2 separate regions of the Danio rerio genome follow, and region 1 is linked to region 2. A link is a contact called in public Hi-C data. All regions are on one chromosome and are shown on one strand. Each heading gives the region's core, a stretch centred on a gene start, on an enhancer-like site or on the middle of the called end of the contact. The rest is flanking DNA. Distances are from core to core; before and after follow the strand shown. Region 1 overlaps akap1b (A kinase (PRKA) anchor protein 1b). Region 2 overlaps LOC141377978.

Region 1 (5,540 bases), core at 1,790-4,289, 710 kb before region 2:
GCTTGTTTAACAGTGTATTATGTGGTATGTTTATTTCAAATTCATTCAAAGCCTTAGAATAGCTTGTAATTCACTTTGCTTAGTTTGCAGCTTGTCAGTTGTAAAGGAATTTTCTGCAAATGTTTTCAACCAAAATTAAGCTAATAATTTTATTGTTCACAAAGAAGACCACTGTTTTCAGCTGGCTTAGTTTATTTAACTCTAACCAGTGACAATACTCATATTGATGTTTGGCCAAATGTAGTACTTCAAAAAGCCTGAGTCAAGGGTACCTCAAACTGTGAATAGACTCTTTGGAAACCTCAGATGCTCAAGTTCCAAAACAGAGTATGTTACATGAGTACAATCACATGTGCACGGCTGTTTTTACTGCTCCCTGCTATACCTTACATGGTTATCAGCAGTCTCTTGCGTTTTTTTTTATTTTATTTTTTTAATTATCTGCTTCAGAGCAGGGGCCTCATGTATCAACGCTGCGTACGCACAAAAACTTTGCGTACGCCAGGTTTCACGCTCAGAATCGCTCACGTTTGGATTTACTAACAATGAACTGAACGTGGGAATGTGCGCAGCTTCACGGCAGCTTTCTGGCAGGCGTATGCACATTTTTTGTGCGTGTCTGTTTTATTTCCATTGGCGACTCCTAGAGGCAGTTGTGTTAAATTCCTCTCTACAAAGTGTCTGAGCCATGCAATGGCAGCTGTATGAGATGGGTTCAGCAGGTATATAAGGTTTCCATACCATACATTTGACCAGCTAAACATTAAAGCACAATTTGCAGCAGTCGCCTGTTTTCCCAATGTAATCTGAGCGATCTACCGCACGCACATTGCTATAAAGACACTATCTGAAGATGAATTTGCATGCGTGAATCAGAAACATTTCCATTCAATAAATTTGCAAATAAAATATGATGCTTATTGATATGAACTTATTGATGATTCCTACTTGTCTTTCTCGTGATAAATAGTTGGCAAAATCTGATATGTAGCGGGGGAAAAAACAAGAGTTCATCAGACGCTGGAATCGAGCCGAGTTCATGCTCGAACGTATCAATTCATGATCAAATGCGTCTTACGAGCGCGCCACTGAGACTGTTAAGCGTACTGCAACATTTTACAGATATAAACCAGACTATGTCTTTTTTTTTTAATGCACTCAGTGCGATATGTTCAGACCCAACTGTGTTGACCGCATCAGCTAAACTCTCCCACTCTATTTTTTTCTTTTGTTGTTAATTCCGGAGAACAAACTTGCAAATAACACCGCTTTTCTCCGGTCTTCCTCCGAAAGCAGCACCTCCAATTCACATTCTGTTCAAAGTTTCTCTTTTTGCTTGATTTTGTCTTTGCTTTTTCGTTGGGTTTTTCCATTAGCATAGTCATTAGCATATTCATATGGGGGAGGAGGCAGGGAGGGGTTTTGTGCTCGTGCATGTTGCGCTCAGTTTCACGTTCATTCAGATGTACAAAAGAATATGCGTGAGATTTGGCAGTGTTTCATACATCTGAAATTTTTTCTGCGTACGCACATTTACAGCTTTGTGTGTACGCAATGTTTTAGTATGATTTCCACGCAAGTCTTCGTACATGAGGCCCCAGGTGTTGGAAATGGGCAGTAGTAAGTTTGTTATTGGTTCTTCATCAATAGTTATAAACAAGAACATAACAATACTGGGTCGGTGACATCCAATGTTTGTTTTTACGGCCTGGGGCATTTCTCTGCTGATTTGATGACAGAAAAACTGAGTTATTTGCTTAAACACTTGTAAGGTGTTGTCACACCAGTCACTGCTTGCTGATCCTCCTGTCATATTGTGAGGTTTGTAGACTTGCTCTGATCCATTTCTAAAGGTCTCATTCTTAATACCTTGTAGATAGAGAGTTTCAAAGGAATTTGTCATGATATACTTTTGCATCTTGCGTGTTATACGTTCAGGGGTGTGAAACCTTGCACAAATAATCTCTGGAGTAAAAAGTGTCCAATTATATCTTTTAAAATCCTACATACCAAAAGGCATTTTGAAGTGGTCAGTTTTGTGCCCTTTGGTTTGCAATGAATTGCAATTCTAAGGTGGATTAATCCAGTCTGGAACACAGCCAGTCTTCAGCCCATCAACATTTGAATGAAAGGAGAAAGTGTAGCAAAACTAAAATTGCTTCCTTTCTTGTTAGTATAACCCAAGTAAATGAATAATCGTTGATACTGTCAGATTGAAGGAAAAGTGACTACACAGAAGAGGACTTACTGCCTTAAGGGTGTGAATAAAAAAAAACACAATAGCTTTTCGTCCTGAGGGAAGAGGCTTGTTTTGTTTGTCAGTGGTCATTTTCGTCTGTATTGGTTGTGTTTGTTATTGTTAACCCATGGTTACTTAGCAGACTGTCATGACTTGACTAAGCAGGCATTAGCATTTGAATTTCTTTTAAAGAATGATCTGTTTAGACGCCTTAAAAGATTTCGATAGAAGTTATAGAAATGTTGTCTGGAGCGTATGTGGAATCGATGCCATATTTTTCCAACTACAATGACTGTGGTATTTACAATATCCAGATCATCTCAGGATTAGTAGCAGGTGATTTATGAATTGTATCTGTTGGCAGATTCTCTATTTATTGCTCTGTATTTCATCTGCTATGTTACCTTTTTATGCGTTTTTAATACTACTACTATTTCCTATTACTATTGTGACTTATATAATACTAATACTATATAAAACTATATACAAACATTTTACCTTGGGATTAGTTGTACATATGTATGTGCATACATTTTATTTATATAAAGTATTTGTTCCTTTTTGTAACCACATTGAATCCTTGTTTGTTTAATTTGATTACTTTTGTGGTTATAAATACTTTTACAAACAATAGGTAAAGACAAAGTTTCATGCTGATCATATTGATGTGTTGTTTCTTCCACCCTCCAACAGGTTCAGATGTGAATAGCATGGATTCAGTGGACAGCTGTTCTACCTTGGGGGCGGGAGATGGTCAGCTGAGTGCCAGCCAGACCTGTCAATCACAGAGCTCAGAGCTTATTGTGTGGGAGATTGAGGTGCCAAAGGTGTGTTTTTCCTAACCCCCATTTAGTGCTTCTGCTGTCAATCAAAAGTTTCCATTTTAGCAGCTTTTAAGTAAAACACTGCAAAGCACAGAATGAATCGTAAATGGCCAGTGATGTTTGAATGCATAACACAACATTTTAGTGTGCAAAACTTTTTAATCTCGTTTCTGAAATTGAGCCATTGATATCAGTGGTTTTCCTGTTTTTGTAGCATCTAGTTGGGCGGTTAATAGGCAAACAAGGGAGATACGTGAGCTTCTTGAAGCAGAGCTCTGGTGCTAAGATCTACATTTCAACCCTGCCTTACACTCAAGAGTTTCAGATCTGCCATATAGAAGGTAAGGGAATCTTTGTCTGAATGGCCTCATTCTCACTGTTCATCTGTGGATTTAATAAGACACTTGCATGGGGACTTTTATATTTGCATTAAACTCGATGTGTTTTAAGGTCTGGTTTGTTTAAAATCTATGCTGCCTGGTTGAGATACAATATAAAGTGGGTCTCAACAACAAGCACTGCATTAAATTCCAGTATTTTTAAAATATAGAAATTTATTTTACCACATTTATTTTATGTTTACCAAATTTATTTAACTTTTTCGATGGAGTTTCTCACCTGTTGCTCCTGGCAACACTTCTTTAAATGAATTTAACACTAGATCAGGGGAGTCCAAACTCTGTCCTGAAGGGCCAGTCTCCTGGTGAGTTTAGCTCCAACTTGCTTCAAGACACCTGTCAGGAAGTTTCTAGAATATCTAGCTAGAGCTTGATAAGCTGGTTCAGCTGTGCTTGATTAAGGTTGGAGCTAAACTCTCCAGGACACCGGCCCTACAGGACCGAGTTTGAACACCCCTGATCTAGATGAATGCTTAAGTTTATGTAACAAGTTATATTTGAATCAAATTATCGACGCTGTCAGACAAAGCTTATGAAATTGAAAATCGTCGCATCAACCTTCCACCAGAAGTTTATCGGTGTTAAAAACCAATTGCTGTGCATATAACGCGTTGACTCTGTTGTTTTGTTTGTTTGTTTTTTAGGGACCCAGCAGCAGGTAGACAAGGCACTGGCTTTGATTGGGAAAAAGTTCAAAGACCTCGACCTGACCAACTTGTATGCCCCACCTCCCCCGCCGCTAACGCTGCCCTCTCTGCCCATGACTTCTTGGGTGAGATTGGCTCCTTCCTCTCCTGCATATAACATAGACCGTTGAAGCTCAAAGTATACTTTGCACTATGGGATAAATTGTGATGATTTTTTTACTTTTGGCCTACAGCTGCTTGTCCATTTCTTACCATCTTTATACTCTTATGTTATACAAATGAGTGTGCTCTGAACATCTTTGCACAATTTCTCATCTACATCTCTTGTCATTGTAGCTTGCAGCATATCAGTCTGTTCTGTTTGTACAGCTTTTCTTCTATATTCTGAATTGGTGCCCATGAGGCATGGTTGCCACCTTGTGGATAAAGTAATTATTGCAAAAATCAAATGCACCTACATATTTTTTATTTGAGTGCGCATACAGTATAAGCATTATTTTGATTATTACATTTTCTTTATGCTTACTGTATGCTGACTCTTGCGTATATATAACAAAAGTATACTTTAGGATTAACTTCTAAAAGCCCTGAAGTACTTGGTGAAAATGAAGAATGAATAGGGTGTCATCTTGATTTGAATCAATTGATTTTTATGTGGAATTAGTTTCAGAAGGTGCGTTAATAGTTTCTATATGTATATAACACTGAAAAGCTGATCTATAATATAAACTGAAACTTTGTGTGACTTAGCTGAAGTCAACAAATTTTAAAGCTTGGGACAACACCCACATCACTGTTGTTGAACGTTTTTTATTAAAAGCTTGCATCACATTTACATGATCATCTAAATGCCATTTTCTGCAGCACAGGTTGTTCTCTAACAGTGTCACTGCACAGATTATTGAAATTATTTGCTCTCTAAATAACCCAAAATAGCCTAGTATATTGTATACTATCATCCACCTTGTATTGATATGGCCACAGCCATATCATCCTGCAGCCCAAGACCGCTTACTGAAGTTAAGCAGAGCTAAGCCTGATCAGTACCTGGATGGGAGACCACATGGGAAGACTAGGTTGCTGTTGGAAGTGGTGTTAGTGAGGCCAGCAGCTCAACCTGTGGTTTATGCGAGTAATAATGCCCCAGTAAAAGTAAAGAGGACACTATACTGTCAGTGACTACGTTTACATGGACACCAATTATTCGATTAAGACAATACTCTGATTAAGAGTCGACTATGTCAACAGCGATTTTTGGTTAATTTAATCAGATTAAAGTCATCGAGAAATCGAAGTAGGACGTGTGGAGTATGGCAATTTTATTCACAATATTAAAGTGCATTACAGACATGTAAACGCCTTATTCGAACTATTACCATTATGTAGGACTTTTCGCCGCATTTTGCGACAGGATAGTCCACACACACACACA
Region 2 (4,844 bases), core at 119-2,618:
TGTGCATATATTGTATTCCTCGATGTTCTCTGCAGTGTTATTATTTGTTTGGATTAATTTATTTATTAGTTTATGTAGTTATATAGTTGAAGTCAGAATTATTAGCCCCCCTGAATTATTAGCTCCACTGTTTTTTTCTTTCCAATTTCAGTTTTAGGAAAAGCACATTTTTTTCAACACATTTCTAAACCTAACAGTTTTAGTAACTCATTTCTAATAACTGATTTATTTTTTCTTCGCCATGATGACAGTAAATAATATTTGACAAGAAATATTTCAACACCTCTACACAGCTTAAAGTGACATTTAAAGGCTTAACTAGGTTAACTGGGTAACTAGGCAGGTTAAGGTAATTAATTAGGCAATTTATTGTATAACCATGGTTTGTTCTGTAGACTGTTGAATAAAATATATAGCTTAAAGAGGCTAATAATTTTGACCTTAAAAAAAAAAAAAAAAAAAAACTGCTTTTATTCTAGCTTAAACAAAACAAATAAGACTTTCTCCAGAAAAAAAAATCTTTTCAGACATACTGTGAAAATTCCCTTGTTCTGTTAAACATCATTTGGGAAATATTTAAAAAGGGAAAAAAATCAAAGGCAGGCAAAAATTTCTGAATTTACTGTATATTTTAGTATTTAGTTGTTTTTATTTACGTTAATTTTAGCTTTATTTATATATTTTTCTTCGGCTTAGTCCCTTATTTATCAGGTTATCAGGCCACCGCGGAATGATCCACCTATTTTAGCTTTAAGTTTCAATAAAACATTTGATCAAATATCATTAATCAGTTAAGAAATTATGAAGATATTGTTAATAAATTCCATTCACTTCCATTAATCTGCTCCGAGCTACACAACATAATCAAACGTGGACACGATGTTGGTCAAATGTTAATTCAATCCCACTGAGGTCAGGCACTGACGGCAGGGACCCAGACTCACATTTTATTGCATGTACATTTTCTTTCAACCACCTATTGTTCGTCCAAGCCATTCGAACGTAACATGTAGTAAAGATTACAGAGCGGAACAATAGAACATAATCCGTACACGGCTCCAAGAAACAAAGACCACACGAGGAATGTCATGGAAGTATGTAATTGATTTTTTTTTTCCAAATTATGTGCATGTAAATTATTCATGGTTGGATTTAATGAATCCAATACTCTAGGTGCAAGTTTTAATTGCAAAATCAGGTTGTGTAATGGAAAAAAATGTCGGCGTTCACGCAGCTCCAGTCACAGAAGCCTTCAGGCCTTCGTTCAGACTGAGAGATCGTCACACATCTGGGGGCTTGTGAGTGTACATAGACTGTGAGTGTTACACTGAAGCATTGTTGATCCGCTTGTGGCAGAGAGAAAGAGAGCTGTATCTGCTTGGCTTTAGTCACAGAAGTACAGAATAGAGCCTACAAAGACATTCAGTGACACTGACCTCATACTTAGAGAGTCAGCTCTATTTAAAGCACAAGGAATCTTTCGACTGTCTATTTTTACCATGCCGTCTTGGGCATATTTCTGACGGGGGTGAGGAGGGAGGGAGGAGAGTGAAATCACTGGCGTTTGCGACAGTTCTATCACTTTGGTGGAAGTAATGCTTAGCTTTTATTAGAAATGTCAATCATGGTCCAAATATGGAGCGCTGTTTTTTTTAAATGCAAGTGGGTTTGTGTGATGCTTAATGGTATTATTAGAAACGAAGAAAGAACGGAGTGTTATGTTCCTCTTTTATCATCTGCAGATCGTCGCAGGAGATGCTGGGACACGTCAGGACCCCCAGGGGATTTATACATTCATCATTGATGTATTTCATAGTGGGTTTTTTCCCTATAGGCGCATGAATCAAGATTCTGGCCTTTTCCTTCCACAAACAAAGCTTTGGTCTGCATACAGTATGTGATGTAGATGCGTATACAGTACAGGTTAAATGTGATGTACCGTTATTAAGCTTAAAATATATTTATGTAGATTCAAAAAATAAATTAACAAAATAATGAATAAAAATGTTCATGTTTATTCATTCATTTTCTTCTCAGCTTAGTTCCTTTATTATTTAGGGGTCGCCACAGCGGAATTAACCATCAACTTATCCAGCATATGTTTTACGCAGCGGAGGCCCTTCCAACCGCAACCCAGCTCTGAGAAACACCCATACACTACTGCTTTCACACACATACACTAAAGCCAATGTAGCCTATTCAATTCACCTATAGCGCATGTCTTTGGACTGTGGCTTGAACCAGCGACTTTCTTGCTGTGATGCGATTGTGGTACTCCATGCACTACCATGACTACCATTTATATTAGTTTACGTAAACAAGTTTGTATCTTTTTCTAAGTTGATAATTCATTTTTTGAAGATTGAATCAAAAATAAATAAATAAACATGCATGAATGTGTGTACAGTATATGTTGTATTGCTTTCATGTTCTCTACAGTGTTATTATTAGTTTGAATTCATTTGTATGTTAGTTCATGTATTTCTGTGTTTTTATATTGTTTAAAGTTGATAATACATTTTTCTAGATAAACTAAATAAACATGCTTAAATGCTTGTATATAATGTATTAAATGTAAAAAATAGTTATTGAACTTTTAAATAGCTGCTTTCTTATTGTGTAGTTTCATATGAAATTATTACTCGTCATTATTGCTTTTATTAATATTACCATTTTTAATCATAATAATAATAAAAATAATAATAATGATTATTATTAGAGTGATTTCTGAAGAATCATGTGACTCTGAAGACTGGAGTAATGAAGCTGAAAATTCAGCATTAAATCACTGGAATAAATTATTAAATTAAATTATAAACTACTTCTGAACAGTTATTTTATAGAGCAATAACGTTTCACAATTTGCCAATTTATACTGTATTTTTGATTACATAAATGCAGCCTTGGTGAGCAGGGGAAGCTTTAAAACATTTAAAAATCTTACTGACCCCAAACTTCCAAACTTTTGACTGGTATTGTACCGTATATAATTTTGTTGCTTTCGCCTTTTTTGCCTGTTTTTCTATAGTTTTTATTTACATTTATATTAGCTATACATTTCGATAAAAATATTAATAAAATAATGCATAACAATGTGTATATACTGTATTTTATATTGTGTAATATTGACTCTATAATATACTTTGAGTTAGTTTGATCTATTTACTTCATATACATATTTAGCCTACCTTTTTTCAACTTCCTTTGTTTATGCTGCATGATTTCACCTTAAAGACCATGAAAATAACTAATTATTTGCTATAAAAGTGATTTTACTGATCATTCATTTATTAAAGATAATTTAATATTTTAATATGATCATAAAATATCATCATTATAATATTTTATTTTTAAATAAAGTGAATGTTTTCTCATACACTCAGTGGGATCTCTGTAGGTAATCTTGTAGTCTGTTTTTACTCTTAATGTTGGCTTGTGTGCTCTTCTTAACAGTTAATTTCAGGATTGACTAATAAGAAAGCTTTAAAAACTGTAAAAATCTTAAGATTTTAAGATCTTTGTATAAGTCATTTTAAAATAACCCTTGTAAGAGCAAAAATGTTTGTTTTTTTTTCTCCTTTCTCTCCTGTTTTATTTATCAATTGATATTGCTCTTTATGTTGTATGTAGGATACTGTTCTGTATGTTTCTGCATTCTGCAATAAAAATAAATAAATAAATAAATAAATAAATAAATAAATAAATAAATAAATAAATAAATAAATAAATAAATAAATAAATAAATAAAAATACATTTTGGCTTATGTGCTTGTCTTGCACTTTATGATGGACAACAGCTACATCTAGTGGTGCACTCCTTTATTCCTACTGAGGTGGCGTTTCGCCCCTCATAAAATATTTCCTAATAAAACATGAGAAGGGGTTGTTAAAATAGATTTCTAAATTTAATAGTCAAGCAAACAATAGAGTACAATAGAGTATAAGGCCAATTGCCAAATAACCACCAATGTTTAATTAGTTCTCGTCCATGTCTTTCTAGCAGTTCAAACTCAGACATGCTCATCTTTTGACTCACCTTTTTTAACAGCAGTGCCAGGCCAGAGACTCCAAAGGGGTTCCGGCGGGACTTTCCGCGGGGGAAAACACAGCTTCCGTTTGTCCTGTTTATAATGCTATAATAACAGCAAGTCAGGGTTATAAAAGTGAATGCGGAAATAGAAGGTGGCGTGTGGTGCTGTAAATCTGAGAAGGTGAGGTATAAATGTTAAAGCAATTTTTTAGAGTTCAAGATCAGTCGCGCCCCAAAACTAACGTCTGACTAAACAACCAAAGGTACAAAAAGGCATTCAAAATGGCGTTTAGGATAATTTAAAAGCAAATATGAATTTTATTTACGCATTTACATTATAACCTGTAATGTTAAATATTATTTGAAGTGTTTTTAATTACTTTTGACGTTACTGGAAAAGATTTTACTGGATTTCAGGCTACCTCTCTCTGGCAACTGCTTTACTTTTTAAGCTGCCTTAAAAACATAAAATACTTGCAATTAAAAAACAAAACAAAACGATAACATATTTATTATTATATTTGGAGTGATTGGTATCTTAAAGGAGTTGTTCACCCAAAAATGAAAATTCAGTCATTGTTCACTCACTCTCAGTGTTGGGGAAAGGTACTTTAGAAAGTAGGACATAGGAAGTGCATTACAATATTGAGTTACTCCCCATAAAGTTACTAGTTGCGTTACTTGGTTACTTTTTTAATGGTAAGTAATGTGTAACGTTACATTTGAGTTACTTTCTGACCTGGCTGAGGCTTGATCTCTTTCAGAACTTGCAGGCATTTCTTCTTCTTCTTTTTTTATTTAAATAAAGAAGCTC

Evidence for each region. A called contact is a pair of places that touch in the nucleus more often than the background predicts.
Region 1: a Hi-C map of embryo shows a contact between it and region 2, with 5 times the contacts expected there. The contact joins two enhancer-like sites. A contact is called at or near these places in 5 of 18 Hi-C or Micro-C datasets (caudal fin, embryo, hematopoietic stem cells and 1 more) and 2 of 4 datasets of contacts at active chromatin or transcription factors (caudal fin and embryo).

What each region holds. Positions count from the first base shown.
Region 1 is chr15:33,446,165-33,451,704 of GRCz12tu, reverse strand. akap1b (A kinase (PRKA) anchor protein 1b) reads left to right here. Exons shown (of 11, transcript NM_001098179.2): 3 at 2,933-3,066; 4 at 3,278-3,404; 5 at 4,106-4,233. It also overlaps a transcript of or40a1 not described here. Among named protein-coding and RNA genes, the nearest start is that of akap1b, 8.6 kb to the left of the region's middle. Within about 2 kb of position 3,039, at least 7 of the 62 cell types and tissues checked have an H3K27ac peak or open chromatin away from gene starts, as enhancers often do.
Region 2 is chr15:32,734,180-32,739,023 of GRCz12tu, reverse strand. LOC141377978 reads left to right here. Exons shown (of 5, transcript XM_073924213.1): 5 at 1,743-2,413. The coding sequence ends at 1,901. Among named protein-coding and RNA genes, the nearest start is that of nlk2, 15 kb to the left of the region's middle. Within about 2 kb of position 1,368, at least 11 of the 62 cell types and tissues checked have an H3K27ac peak or open chromatin away from gene starts, as enhancers often do.